Linked DNA regions of Sus scrofa: region 2 is linked to region 1. Evidence: chromatin contacts called from public HiChIP or PLAC-seq data. All regions are on one chromosome and are shown on one strand. The core of a region is the stretch at or near the end of the contact, and the rest is flanking DNA. Distances in the headings are between cores, read along the strand shown.

Region 1 (5,982 bases), core at 2,557-5,056:
GTGTTCTGTGCGTGTGTCTCTGGTGCTCAGGATGCAGCCGTGAGCGGACAGGGGCAGGTCCTGCTGGGACAGAGCTTCAAAGGTAGCAGGAAAGAGAGAGAAACAGGCCCCAGGTTAGTCAGGTGAACTGGCTGAAGACAAAACCCCCAGGAGGTCGGTAACATCTCCTTGAAGCCGAGACCTGAGGGATGAGAAGGAGCTGCTGGCCTGGCTGAGGGCCCTGACCCCGTGTTACAGGTGATGCACTCCAGCCTGGGTGAGTGGCTGCCCCTCCTGCCGTGGTGTCAGGCCTTTTCTATGCGTGAGGCTGTGAGTTGGCCTGAGTCCTGGCAGGTCAGCAGGATATGAGCCATGTCAGGTGAGATGTTGTGCATTTGAACCCTGGGCGCAAGATCATCAGGTCATGTGTTCACGCCGAGCTCTGGAGGAGGGAACGAAATGTTCTGTGTGGTTAACCAGCTCCTGACTCTGAGCCTGGCCTTTGACTCTTCCTCCTTGTGGGTTAGGGACAGCTGTGGTCCCCTGGGCAGGGTCTCATGGGTGTGATGGGGACGGCTGTGGTGCCCTGAGCAGGATCTCATGGGTATGATGGGGACGGCTGTGGTCCCCTGAGCAGGATCTCGTGGGTATGATGGGGATGGCTGTGGTCCCACTGGGCAGGATCTCGTGGGGGTGACGGGGACAGCTGTGGTCCCCTGGGCAGGATCTCGTGGGGGTGACAGGGAGGGGTGAGTAGTGTCTCTGCACTGGGTCGGGCAGAGCAAGCATCGTTGTTGTCACTGCCGGGCTCTGTGGTCGGTGTCCTGGGTGTCACCCTCTTTTATCCTCTCGGTCACCCTGCCTACCGGCCAACTTGACTCCACCTGTGTGTCTTAAGCTTAAACATACCTAAACCGGAACTTCTCGTTTCTCCGCCATCGAACTACTACCCCTCCCAGGCTCTGCACTAAATGTCACCATGCCTGTCTCTTGCTCAGGCCTAACTTCTGGGCGTTCTCTTTGGTTCCTCCTTTACGTTCGCACTCCTCCCCGTCGGTCAGCAGGTCCCATTGGTCCTGACCCCAGGAAGAATGGCCCACTCTCTCCAGCTCCTCTGTAGCCACTGTCGTCCAAGCCCTGCTGTCTCTCCTCTGGGCAGCTGTACAGCCTCCCCATCTCCAGCCACTGTCCCCACAAGACGTCGGGGTCCATTCTGAATGGACCGAAGACCCCGAGGTTTCCTCCTTCAAACCCGCCACTGGCTTCCCCTACATTTAGAAAGAAGTCATGTCACTTGCCCAGGCCACACGCTGGCAAGCAGCCCGGGTTCTTCCGGCGATGCACAGCCTCCCTCGGCGCCAAACCTGCTGGCCAGGGCGTGGGATCTGAGGATGCAGTGCGGCCTCTGCAAGAAGCAGAGCCTTCCCCAAGCAGACGCCTGGAGATGCCCAAGGGGTCTGGCACCTTCTGGGAGAAAGTTTTCACTGAAGGGGTGTGGCTCTAAGTCGCCTGCCCTCCTCTCATTTGCTCGGGCATGAATCACACTCTGTCTCGGGAGCGTGGGTGTGGGGACGAGGAGCGCAGGCGGGGGTCTCCGTGCTCCTTGGAGGTCGGGGTGGGGGGAGTCAGATGCATTGCCTGGTCCTTACGACCTCCCCCTGCCCCCGCTCTGGCTCAGGTCGCACCAGCTTCTACGAGGAATACGGCGTCATCCGCGACGTGATCCAGAACCACCTGACCGAGATCCTCACGCTGGTGGCCATGGAGCTGCCCGGCAACGTCAGCAGCCCGGAGGCCGTGCTGCAGCACAAGCTCCAGGCCTTCCGGGCCCTGCGGGGCCTGCAGAAGAGCAGCGCCGTCGTGGGCCAGTACCAGGCTTACAGCCGGCAGGTGCGCAGAGAGCTGCAGAAGCCAGACAGCTTCCACAGCCTGACGCCAACCTTCGCAGGTGTGCTCTGGGGCCGGGCTGCTGGGCTGTGGGGCTGCTGGGCTGCCCCCCCCCCCCAGGTGGAAGCCGCTCTCCCAGCCCAGATGCCCGTCGGTTTGGGTTGGAAGGGACTTGAAGCAGGATTTTCACAAGAGTGCTCAGGGGGAGTGACCATCCCCCAGCTCTCTGGCCTCCCCCCGGCTTCAGGCAGCAGGTCCCCTGCTGGTGCCCTCCAGACAGAGGTCACCTTGGTGATGATGTCTGTTCAGTCCATGTCCACAGATGCTTCCAGGGCCCGCCCAGCTGGCCTTAGACCTGGCCTTGCCCTTGTGGAGCGGACATCCAGTCCCCAGGGGGTGCCGCAGACCTGCTCGCCGCAACTGGGGGCATCTCCAGCGGGCACACACCACGCTGGTCAGGCAGATGCCCACTGGGGCCGTCCTCTGGGGAGTTCCACAGGCTCAGAGCTTCCCGGGGGAGGCTGGCTCCCTCACACCAACGTCACGGCTCCTACGACCAGAGCAGCAGCTGCCTGTGGGGCCCTGACTGGGTGCCTGGCGCCTTATATGAATTATCTCATTGAATCTTCACACACACAGGCACCTCGGGCAGGTATGATTGTCATCCCTCCTGAGAGGAGAGGAAACACGAGGCTCAGTAAAGTCGCCAGAACTTGCCCAAGGTCATGTGGAGATAGTCCATGAGAAAATCAGGCTTGGAGTTGGGTCTGGGCTGTGCTCAGTGTCCAGCCCTTATCGCCATGGACCCCCCGCAGGCCTCCTCCCCTGCATGCCAGTTCCCTGCGGGCCTGTGGCTGGGTGCCCTGCCCCCCTCCCCGCCTCCCTGTATGCGTCCTGGGTGCTCTGCCAATGGAAGGAAGCACTTTCCCGTAGGGCCCCCCCCCCAGCGGTCAGGATCTCCCCCACCGTGCCCCCACCGTGAGACCCCTCTCTAGTCTCTGGATTGGAGTCGCTCAGGCCAGTTCTCCTTTGCTCAGTGCCGATGATGCCAACAGGTGCCTCAAGGGATGTGGGTGTCCATGGTGGCCCCAGAGGCTACGTCTCGAGCCCCGACATGGACGAGGCGAAAGGCGAGCCAGGGGCTGTCTCGGCAGTAGGTGCCCAGAGGAGGGACCTGGAGAGCAGGAGGCTGGCTGGCTGGCAGGAAGGAGAAGGGATGGCACATGGGCCAGGCGGTCCTGGGTTCCAGTGCTGGAGTGTCACCTCCGCTGTCCCCCTGTCGCCCCAGGCATCCTCGTGCATGTCGACAACCTTCGCTGGGAGGGCGTCCCTTTCATCCTGATGTCCGGCAAAGCCTTGGATGAGAGAGTGAGCTACGCGCGCGTCCTGTTCAAGAACCAGGCGTACTGCGCCCAGAGCGAGAGGCGCTGGGAGGCTGAGCAGAGCCAGTGCCTGCCGCGGCAGGTCATCTTCTACATTGGACACGGCGAGCTGGGCAGCCCTGCCGTGCTGGTCAGCCGGAACCTGTTCAGGCCCTCCCTGCCCTCCGCCAGCTGGTGGGAGGTGACCGATCGGCCCGGGCTGCACCTCTTTGGCCGCCCCCTGTCTGATTTCTATGCCTACAGCCCTGTCAGGGAGCAGGACGCCTACTCTATCCTCATATCTCATATCTTCCACCACCGGAAGGACTCCTTCGTCACCACGGAGAACCTGCTGGCCTCCTGGGTCTTCTGGACCCCCTTGCTGGAAAGCCTGGCCCGTGAGGTCCCACGCCTCTACCCAGGGGGAGCGGAGAATGGCCCCGTGTTGGACTTTGAGTTCAGCAGCAACCGCCTGTCCTTCTCGCAGCCGCCGCCGGAGCAGGTGGTGCCAGGGCCAGGCTCTGTCCCGACGCCCAGCCACTTCCAGGTTCTCACGGCGAAGTACCGCCACAGCCCGCTGATCTCGGCCTGGCCCGAGGAGCTGATTGCCAGGCTGGCCGGCGACATCGAGGCCGCGGCCGTGCGGGCCGTGCAGCGCTTCGGCAAGTTCCACCTGGCGCTCTCAGGCGGCTCCAGCCCCGTGGCCCTGTTCCAGCAGCTGGCCACGGGCCACTACGGCTTCCCCTGGGCCCACACGCACCTGTGGCTGGTGGACGAGCGCTGCGTCCCTCTCTGGGACCCCGAGTCGAACTTCCAGGGCCTGCAGGCCCACCTGCTGCAGCACGTGCGTGTCCCCCACTACAACGTGCACCCCATGCCCGTGCAGCGGCACCAGCGGCTCTGCGCCGAGGAGGACCAGGGCGCCCAGGCCTACGCCGAGGAGATCTCCGCCCTGGTGACCAATAGCAGCTTCGACCTGGTGCTGCTGGGCATGGGCACGGATGGGCACACGGCCTCCCTCTTCCCGCAGTCGCCCACGGGCCTGGACGGCGAGCAGCTGGTGGTACGGACCGAGAGCCCATCCAGGCCGTTCCAGCGCATGAGCCTCAGCCTGCCCCTCATCAACCGTGCCAGGAAGGTGGCGGTCCTGGTCATGGGCAGGATGAAGCGCGACATCGCCATGCTGGTGAGCCGCGTGGGCCACGAGCCCAAGAAGTGGCCCATCTCGGGCGTCCTGCCCACGTCTGGCCAGCTGGTATGGTACATGGACTACGAGGCCTTCCTGGGGTGATGGCCTTTGCCCTTCACCCCCACCCAGGCTTCCCTTCGCCTGCCCTCTCTCCGCCCTCTTAGTCCTGCCCCCCGCCCCGATCCCCCCCTCCCACTGCGTGCTCTGGCCCCTCTGCAATCAGAGGCCTCACTCAGGGTCAGGCCGCAGAGAGGGAGGTCGCGGTCCCTCCCAGCCCCGGTGACTGTCCCTGTCCGCCGGTGATGGGTGCACACCAAAACAAGGAAGAAATGGTATCTCTGCCCTCGAGAAGCTTGAAGTTCAAGTCAAGAGAGGAATACCCACCTTGAGAGAAGACCTGCAGCAGCCACACGTGAATATCAACCAGCACAAAGGGAGAGACGGTTTGGAAGCTCCGCCCATGAGCAGGGGTGCGGAGGCTGGGTTAGTCAAGGGAGGCTTCCCGTGTGCCGGGACCTTGGACCAGCTCAGCACCAAGGGGGGCGGCTGCAGCCTCCCCTCCTCCTGCTATCTCATGGTGGCCTCCAGCTCCTGCCCGCCGGTCCCTCCAGCCGGCCCTCGCCTCACCACCAGCACATGCTGAAGACCTGGGGAAACCAACACAGCTTCTCTTTAAAGAACAGGTCGGGTGCTCTGCTTCTAAGGAGCTATGGGCCAATAATACCTGTTTTTCTGAAACATGTTTTTTTTTTTTTTCCTGAGATGCCCCAAGGCAGGTGTCTCTGAAATTCTTTTTAAAGATTTCAAAATTCTCAGGATGCATTTACTTTTTTTTTTTTTTGGCTACGCCCATGGGCAGGCAGAAGTTCCCAGGCCAGGGATCAAACCCGAGTGACAGCAGTGACCACGCCAAATCTTTTACTGCTACTAGCCACCAGGGATCTCCGGGATGCCCATTTCATTTTTATTCAGTGTCCCACAGAGCCAGGCCCCCAAGACATGGCGATAAAGGGTAAGACAGGTTTTTCTGTATAACCTCTTCCCTGTCTTACAGTTAAGGGTTTGTATCAGGCAGATGCATCTGATCTGGCAGACACAAAGTGCCAAGGTCACACCAAGGGCTTTCCTGGGGGAGGAGAAGCATCACAAAATCTGCTTCTCTACTTTTGATTGTTTTACACTTTTCTCAAGCCTGTTTATTCTGCTTTAAGAATTTATCGGAATTCTTGTCATGGCTCAGTGGTTAATGAATCCGACTAGGAAACATGAGGTTGCGGGTTTGATCCCTGGCCTCTCTCAGTGGGTTAAGGATCCGGCGTTGCCGTGAGCTGTGGTGTAGGTTGCAGACACGGCTCAGATCCTGCGTTGCTGTGGCTCTGGCGTAGGCCAGTGGCTACAGCTCCGATTGGACCCCTAGCCTGGGAACCTCCATATGCCGCGGGTGCGGCCCTAGAAAAGGCAAAAAGACAAAAAAAAAAAAAAAAAAAAAAAAAAAAGAATTTATAAGAATTCTTGCTTTCCTCTGAGATGAGCGTATGTGAGATGGGCACCTAGCTGGACAGGCTC
Region 2 (5,982 bases), core at 2,466-4,965, 160 kb after region 1:
AATGACGCTCATATCCCAATCTCACTCTCTCCGGCTCCTACCTCTGATGAGTTATCCTTTAGGGGAGAGGGGGGCACACCTTTGGCATATGGAAGTTTCCAGGCTAGGGCTTCAAAGTCAAATCGGAGCTGCAGCTGCCGGCCTATGCCACACCAGATCCAAGGTGAATCCTCCACAGCCCACAGCACACAGCAACGCCAGATCCTTAACCCACTGAGCAAGGCCAGGGATGGAACCCGCATCCTCGCAGACACCAGTCAGGCTCTTAACCAGCTGAGCCACAACAGAAATGCCGTGTCCTAACGGTTTGATACACATTTTCATGCCTCGAGTTTATCCTGATACGTCCGGGTCACTTGGTGACATCTGAATTTTCTTGAGCCAGGGTAGAAATACCACCATGACTTACTACCATCATCAGCAATGGTAAAAATGTCATGTTCGTGGACCTCCCTGGGTAGGGACCACACAAGAATTAGGATGGGTCCCTTGAGAACAGAATCTGATTTGCCTATAGGTCATATGTCTTATCCACACAGCCTCAATCCATACAAGCTGGTTAATATTTGCTAATTAGGAGGAAGTGGAGGAGGAGTAGGATGGGAAAGGCTTTCCCAAACGCAGTCCCCACCTCGGCTGAGGCGGCTGCTCAATGAGACAGATGCTGACGCTCACCGTGACTTACAAGTTACTGTCCCCAGCCTGCTCCCTCTGTGCCGCCTGCCATTCAGGCCAGAAGAGTCAAACGCACCGGGCCCAGTTCTACCAGAGGACACGTGCACGGAGGGCTTCTGCTGGCTCTCTGGAAAAGGGTTTGCTTTTCTCCTCTGAGATGGATAGAACCGGTGCTCCTCCATCCTCTTCTTCCTGTCTTGACAGCGGGCGTGATTCCTGGAGCTGTGGCAGCCATTTATGACCAGGAGGTGACCCACCAACTCTAAAGTCATAGTGATCCAGTGCACAAAACTTTTCTCTGGTTGCCACCCCCTCTCTGGAGGGTAACTATGCCCATCACAAGACATCAGAAATGCCTGGAGCATTGTTACACAAAAGAAGCCCTTTTTTTTTTCTTTCTTTTTTTTTTTTTTGCATTTTAGGGCTACTCCCATGGCACATAGAGGTTCCCAGGCTAGGGGTAAAATCGAAGGGACAGCTGCCGGCCACAGCCACAGCCACAACAGCACCAGATCCGAGCCACATTTGTGACCTACACCACAGCTCACAGCAACGCCGGATCCTTAACCCACTGAGCGAGGCCAGGAACCAAACCCGAATCCTCGTCGATACTCGTCGGGTTCTTAACCAGCTGAGCCACGATGGGAACTCCCCAAAGAAGACAACTATTCAAACTAAGTGCTGGCTGACTCCCCTCAGCTAATGCAGGTGGAACAGGATGCTGAGAAATGACTCTGTTTCAAATCTGGCAAAGGTCCTGAGGCAGAGAATGAACCAGTACTCCTGTGTTCCAAGGAGGGGCTAGGCCACCTCTGCCTGGGCTGCAAAGAGCTGTGACCACTCCCAGGGAGCAGATGGCAAGGCCAGGAGAAAGAGATTGGAAATGAGATGATTTCCTTAAAGAGAGCTGTTGAGCGCTATGGCCCCACCATGGATGAGAGGAGGAGCCTAGAACGGGGGGCTTCGAGGAGCCCTTTCAGAGAGCTTGGGGAGCAGACAACTGGTGTCTGTCATGTACCAAGAAATTTTTTTTGTGGGTTTTTTGTTGTTTTTTTGTTGTTTTTTTTTTTTTTTTTTTTTTTTGGCCGCCCTATAGCATAGGGCGTTCCCGGGCCAGAGATCAGATCTGAGCCACAGTTGCGACCTACACCGAAACTGCAACAACACCAGATCCTTAACCCACTGCACTGGGCCGGGGATCAAACCTGTGTCCTGGCACTCCAGAGATGCTGCTGACCCCGTTGCGCTCCAGCAGGAACACGACACACCCGAGCAATCTTAACGGCAAGCACTTGAGTCCATAGCCTGAAGCAGAGGGCCCTGCTCGGGTGAGGGCTTCCCCCACTCCACCAAAGGCCTGAGTAAGAAAGAAACCTCTCAGAGTTCCCTGGCGGCTCAGTGGGTTAGGGATCCAGCATCATCATGGCTGTGGCTCATATTCAATCCCTGGCCTGGGAATTTCCACATGCCTCAGATGGAGCTAAAACAAGAAAGCAAGGAAACTCTCTTTCTGCCCAGTGCACCCATGGCATGGGGAAGTTCCCGGGCCAGGGATGGAACCCATGTCACAGCAGCAACCTGAGCTGCTGCCAGCACCATGCCAGATCCTTAACCCCTTGTGCCCCAAGTGAATTCCTCTGCCTGACTGTCTTTGAACTGGGACATCCATCAATTCGGATTCACGCTCAGACTGGAGTTTTGGCCCTCGGCTCTCCCGGTCTCCAGCTTGCCACCTACAGAGCTCAGACTGTTCCCTCTCCACAATCCCCGGAGGCCAGTGCCTTAGAATAAACATATATCTCTACCTTCCATCAGTTCTCTGGAGACCCCGGCCTAAAACACATTGGTTCCTGCCTCGAGAAGAGCGCCTCTGCCTTTTCCCACGGCAGGCTTCCTTCTGGCTGGGCACAGCCGCAGGTGGGTGGGAAGAAATTTAACTTCTGTGAATCCATGTTACACAGAAACCTTGTAGACGTGAGTTGGCCGGAGGACTTTCTGCCACTCACCTCTGTGAGAAAGCCACAGGTCCGCCAGAGATCTCATGGGGGACTCGGCTAGAGAGAAACCACCCACCCCCAGGCAGTGTGGGGGCAGACCCTGCAGAGTAAAGAAGAGAGTTTCACTCTGCTTCACCCACAAACCCCATCAGCATCACACCCTGGTTTCACTAACAGGGTGTGCGATGCCTGCAGGTGGTCTGTGTTTTTAGGCGGGACCCAAACATTTCCCAGGTCCCTTCTCCCAAACACTAAGCTCCTTTTTCTCCTCCTTGGCCGTTTTTGCCGGTCCTGGAGCACAATACCGCATGGAATTCAGGCCTTGGGTTTTGGGGGACTTTTTCTTTGTTGGTTGGTTTTGTCTTTTTAGGGCTGCACCCCACAGCATATGGAGGTTCCCAGGCTGGAGTGGAATCGGAGCTCTAGCCGCTGGCCTACACCACAGCCACAGCAATGCAGGATCCGAGCCATGTCTGCAACCTACACCACAGTTCACAGTGACGCCGGCTCCTAAACCCACTGAGCGAGGCCAGGGATGGAACCCACAACCTCATGGTTCCTCGTCGGATTCATTTCCGCTGCACCACGACCGGAACTCCCAGGCCTTGGGTTTATTAAATGTAAAAAGTAGCTTCAAGGAGCATAGAGTTACAGGACTCTGTTTTAAAAATGCTTGAAAAGCAACTCCTTTGAAAGCCATATCTTTTCCCATCCTGCCAGGATCCCGCTGGGATGGGGACAGTGGCCTCAAATTGAGTTCCAAGCTGTGTCTCGGCCAGGGGGGCGACCCGGCAGACAGTGTGCTGCAAACCACCAGGCCAGGAGTCTCTGATGTTTATCTGCATCTGCCCAAATTCCCAGGACTATTCTGGGGGTTTCCAGGCCCACATGGGAAGCGTCAGCCTGTGCCTGGAGGTGCAAAAAGCGCGAGATCGAGCGGCTCCTGTGTCTTCACTCCCACGGCCCTCACCTCACGTGGCGTTCCCTCTCTCCTGGTCCCCTTGGCCCCTGTGCCAAGGCAGGCTAGATCCAGCCGGGCTATTTATAGTGCTGCTACAGGACTGGGCAGCTGGTAGGAGCAGATGTTTTCTGATACAGAGAAAGAGAGCTATTTATACCAGGCGTTGGATGAAAATGAGTCAGAGGGCAGGCTGCAGCCATAGTTGGTGTTCTTTGCCCTCTCATCGCTGGGGAAAGTTCTCCAGCCCCTCAGGTGAAAGTGTATTTCACCCCCACTGCCTAGACAGTGCAGTTCAGCAGACGCTGCCCGAGAGCCGGCTGCCAGGTGGGCCCTGAGATAAGACAGGCCCCTCTCCTTGTTGCAGTCCCGGAAGGGAAACCTCAGGAAAGCAAACAGTGGCGAGCGGGCGCATCTCTGTGCCTGAGAAACACAGATGCCAGTGATGGAGGCTGCTGGGCCTTGGGAAATGGCGATGGGGCGGGGAGAGGGGAGGGAGGGGTCGGGGAGGACCACAAGGTCATGACTGCTAACCCGGCTGGGAGGAATGGACAGGAACGGTCCAGGCGAGCAGCTGTCACCAGGGCAGCAGGAATAGAATTGGGGTGTGGAGGTTTTGCAGCCTGACCCGGTGCATTCTGGGAATATCCTGGAATCAGACAATCTGAGGGCATGGGGCTTCCTGAGGGATTTCGGAGGAGGAGGCTTGACAGGTGAGCTGGGGCTGGACTGAAAAGGGTCATGGCCCACACTCAGGAATGTGCACTAATGCAACTTCACCTTTGGGCAGGAGGAGACGGCAAAGTTTGCAAGCAAGAAAGCAATCTGTTGTTCCAGGGAGCGATGGAAAGTGTGGGTCAGTGAGCAAGCTCCTCCTGTGTCTCCTGTGGCACTATGCCTGGCACACAGTCGGTGCAGTATAAGTGCTTCTTAAAAGAGCAGGCACACCGAGCTTCCCCCTGTCTGGAGGCAGCGTGCAGACCATCCATGAAATGAGTCTCAGCTTCTCGCTGAGAGCCAGATGGGGCTGCGGGCACTGTTCCCCTTCAGCCCCTTAAGCCAAGCCCCCCCCAAGATTTCCCACCATGCTTTTCCTGGCCACTGCTTGCCCTGCTCCGTGCCCCACCCCCCTCTGATTCAGCCCATTGCTTTATCTGCACCTCCTGCAGCATCAGCCCTGGCGTGGGCCTGGCTCATGCCCATGGCGCCAAAACCAAGTAATAATAATTATAACAACCAAACACATTTCGCTGAATATTTGGGGAAGTAAAGCAAGTTTACAAACACTAACAAAAGGAAATATTAAGAAGTTCCCATTGTGGCTCAGCAGAAACAAGCCCAACTAACATCCATGACAACGTGGGTTCGATCCCTGGCCTCGCTCAGTGGGTTAAGGATCTGGTGTTGCCCTGAGCTGTGGTGTAGGTTGCAGACATGGCTACATTGCTGTGGCTGTGGTGTAGGCTGGCAGCTGTAGCTCCAATTGGACCCCCAGCCTGGGAACTTCCATATGCCGCAGGTGCAGCCCAAAAAAGCCAAAAAAAAAAAAAAAAAAAAAAAAAAGACAAAACAAAGCCCCAAACAGAATATTAGCCTTCTCCTTGTTCTTAAACAGCCACAAGCCATTTCTGCCTGCCCGCTTCTTGAAGGGTTCTGCGAACTCTGAGGGTTTGTTTCACCTTCCGCTCCTTAACTAAACAAAGACTCTTTGTTCCCTAAGAAGAATATTGGTTCCATAAGGTAAGAAAGTCATTTTTCCCACATCACAGCATGATATAGCAGCTTTGATACACTTTAGACCTGACACTAGAGGGGACAAAAAAAAATAAGTCTGTCCCTAGGACAGATGTTGGAAAAGGACAAAGATTCTTTTCTTGGCCAAATTTTTCAGACTCCTAAAACTTCTAGATCTATCTGTGCCCTTCCTTGTAAAATTCAGTTTTTCTTTCTTTTCTTTTTTTCTTTTCTTTCTTTTCTTTTCTTTTCTTTCTTTCTTTCTTTCTTTCTTTCTTTCTTTCTTTCTTTCTTTTTCTTTCTTTTTCTTTCTTTCTTTCTTTCTTCTTCTTCATATTATTATTATTGTTTTTTTAGGGCTGTACCTACAGCATATGGAGGTTCCCAGGCTAGAGGTTGAATTGGAGCTGCAGCTGCCAGCCTACACCACAGCCACAGCAATGCGGGATCTGAGCCACATCTGTGACTACACTACAGCTCACAACACTGGATCCTTTACCCACTGAGCAGGGCCAGGAGTCAAACCTCATGGATACTAGTCAGATTCACTTCTGCTGTACTGCAACGGAAACTCCATAAAATCCAGTTTTAGCAAGAATCCTGCTAAGTTGGCTCAGA

The links. HiChIP or PLAC-seq counts read pairs in DNA pulled down with a chosen protein or histone mark.
Region 2: a contact with region 1 is called in an H3K27ac HiChIP or PLAC-seq map of skeletal muscle. The contact joins two enhancer-like sites. A contact is called at or near these places in 3 of 47 Hi-C or Micro-C datasets (alveolar macrophages, epiblast stem cells and retroperitoneal adipose tissue) and 2 of 2 datasets of contacts at active chromatin or transcription factors (alveolar macrophages and skeletal muscle).

The regions. Positions count from the first base shown.
Region 1 is chr6:69,689,980-69,695,961 of Sscrofa11.1, forward strand. H6PD (GDH/6PGL endoplasmic bifunctional protein) reads left to right here. Exons shown (of 5, transcript XM_021095286.1): 4 at 1,658-1,927; 5 at 3,155-5,982. The coding sequence ends at 4,518. Among named protein-coding and RNA genes, the nearest start is that of H6PD, 27 kb to the left of the region's middle. Within about 2 kb of position 3,807, at least 3 of the 83 cell types and tissues checked have an H3K27ac peak or open chromatin away from gene starts, as enhancers often do. A contact at or near this core is called in skeletal muscle, where this site is marked.
Region 2 is chr6:69,854,521-69,860,502 of Sscrofa11.1, forward strand. No RefSeq gene overlaps it. Among named protein-coding and RNA genes, the nearest start is that of SLC25A33, 77 kb to the right of the region's middle. Within about 2 kb of position 3,716, at least 24 of the 83 cell types and tissues checked have an H3K27ac peak or open chromatin away from gene starts, as enhancers often do. A contact at or near this core is called in skeletal muscle, where this site is marked.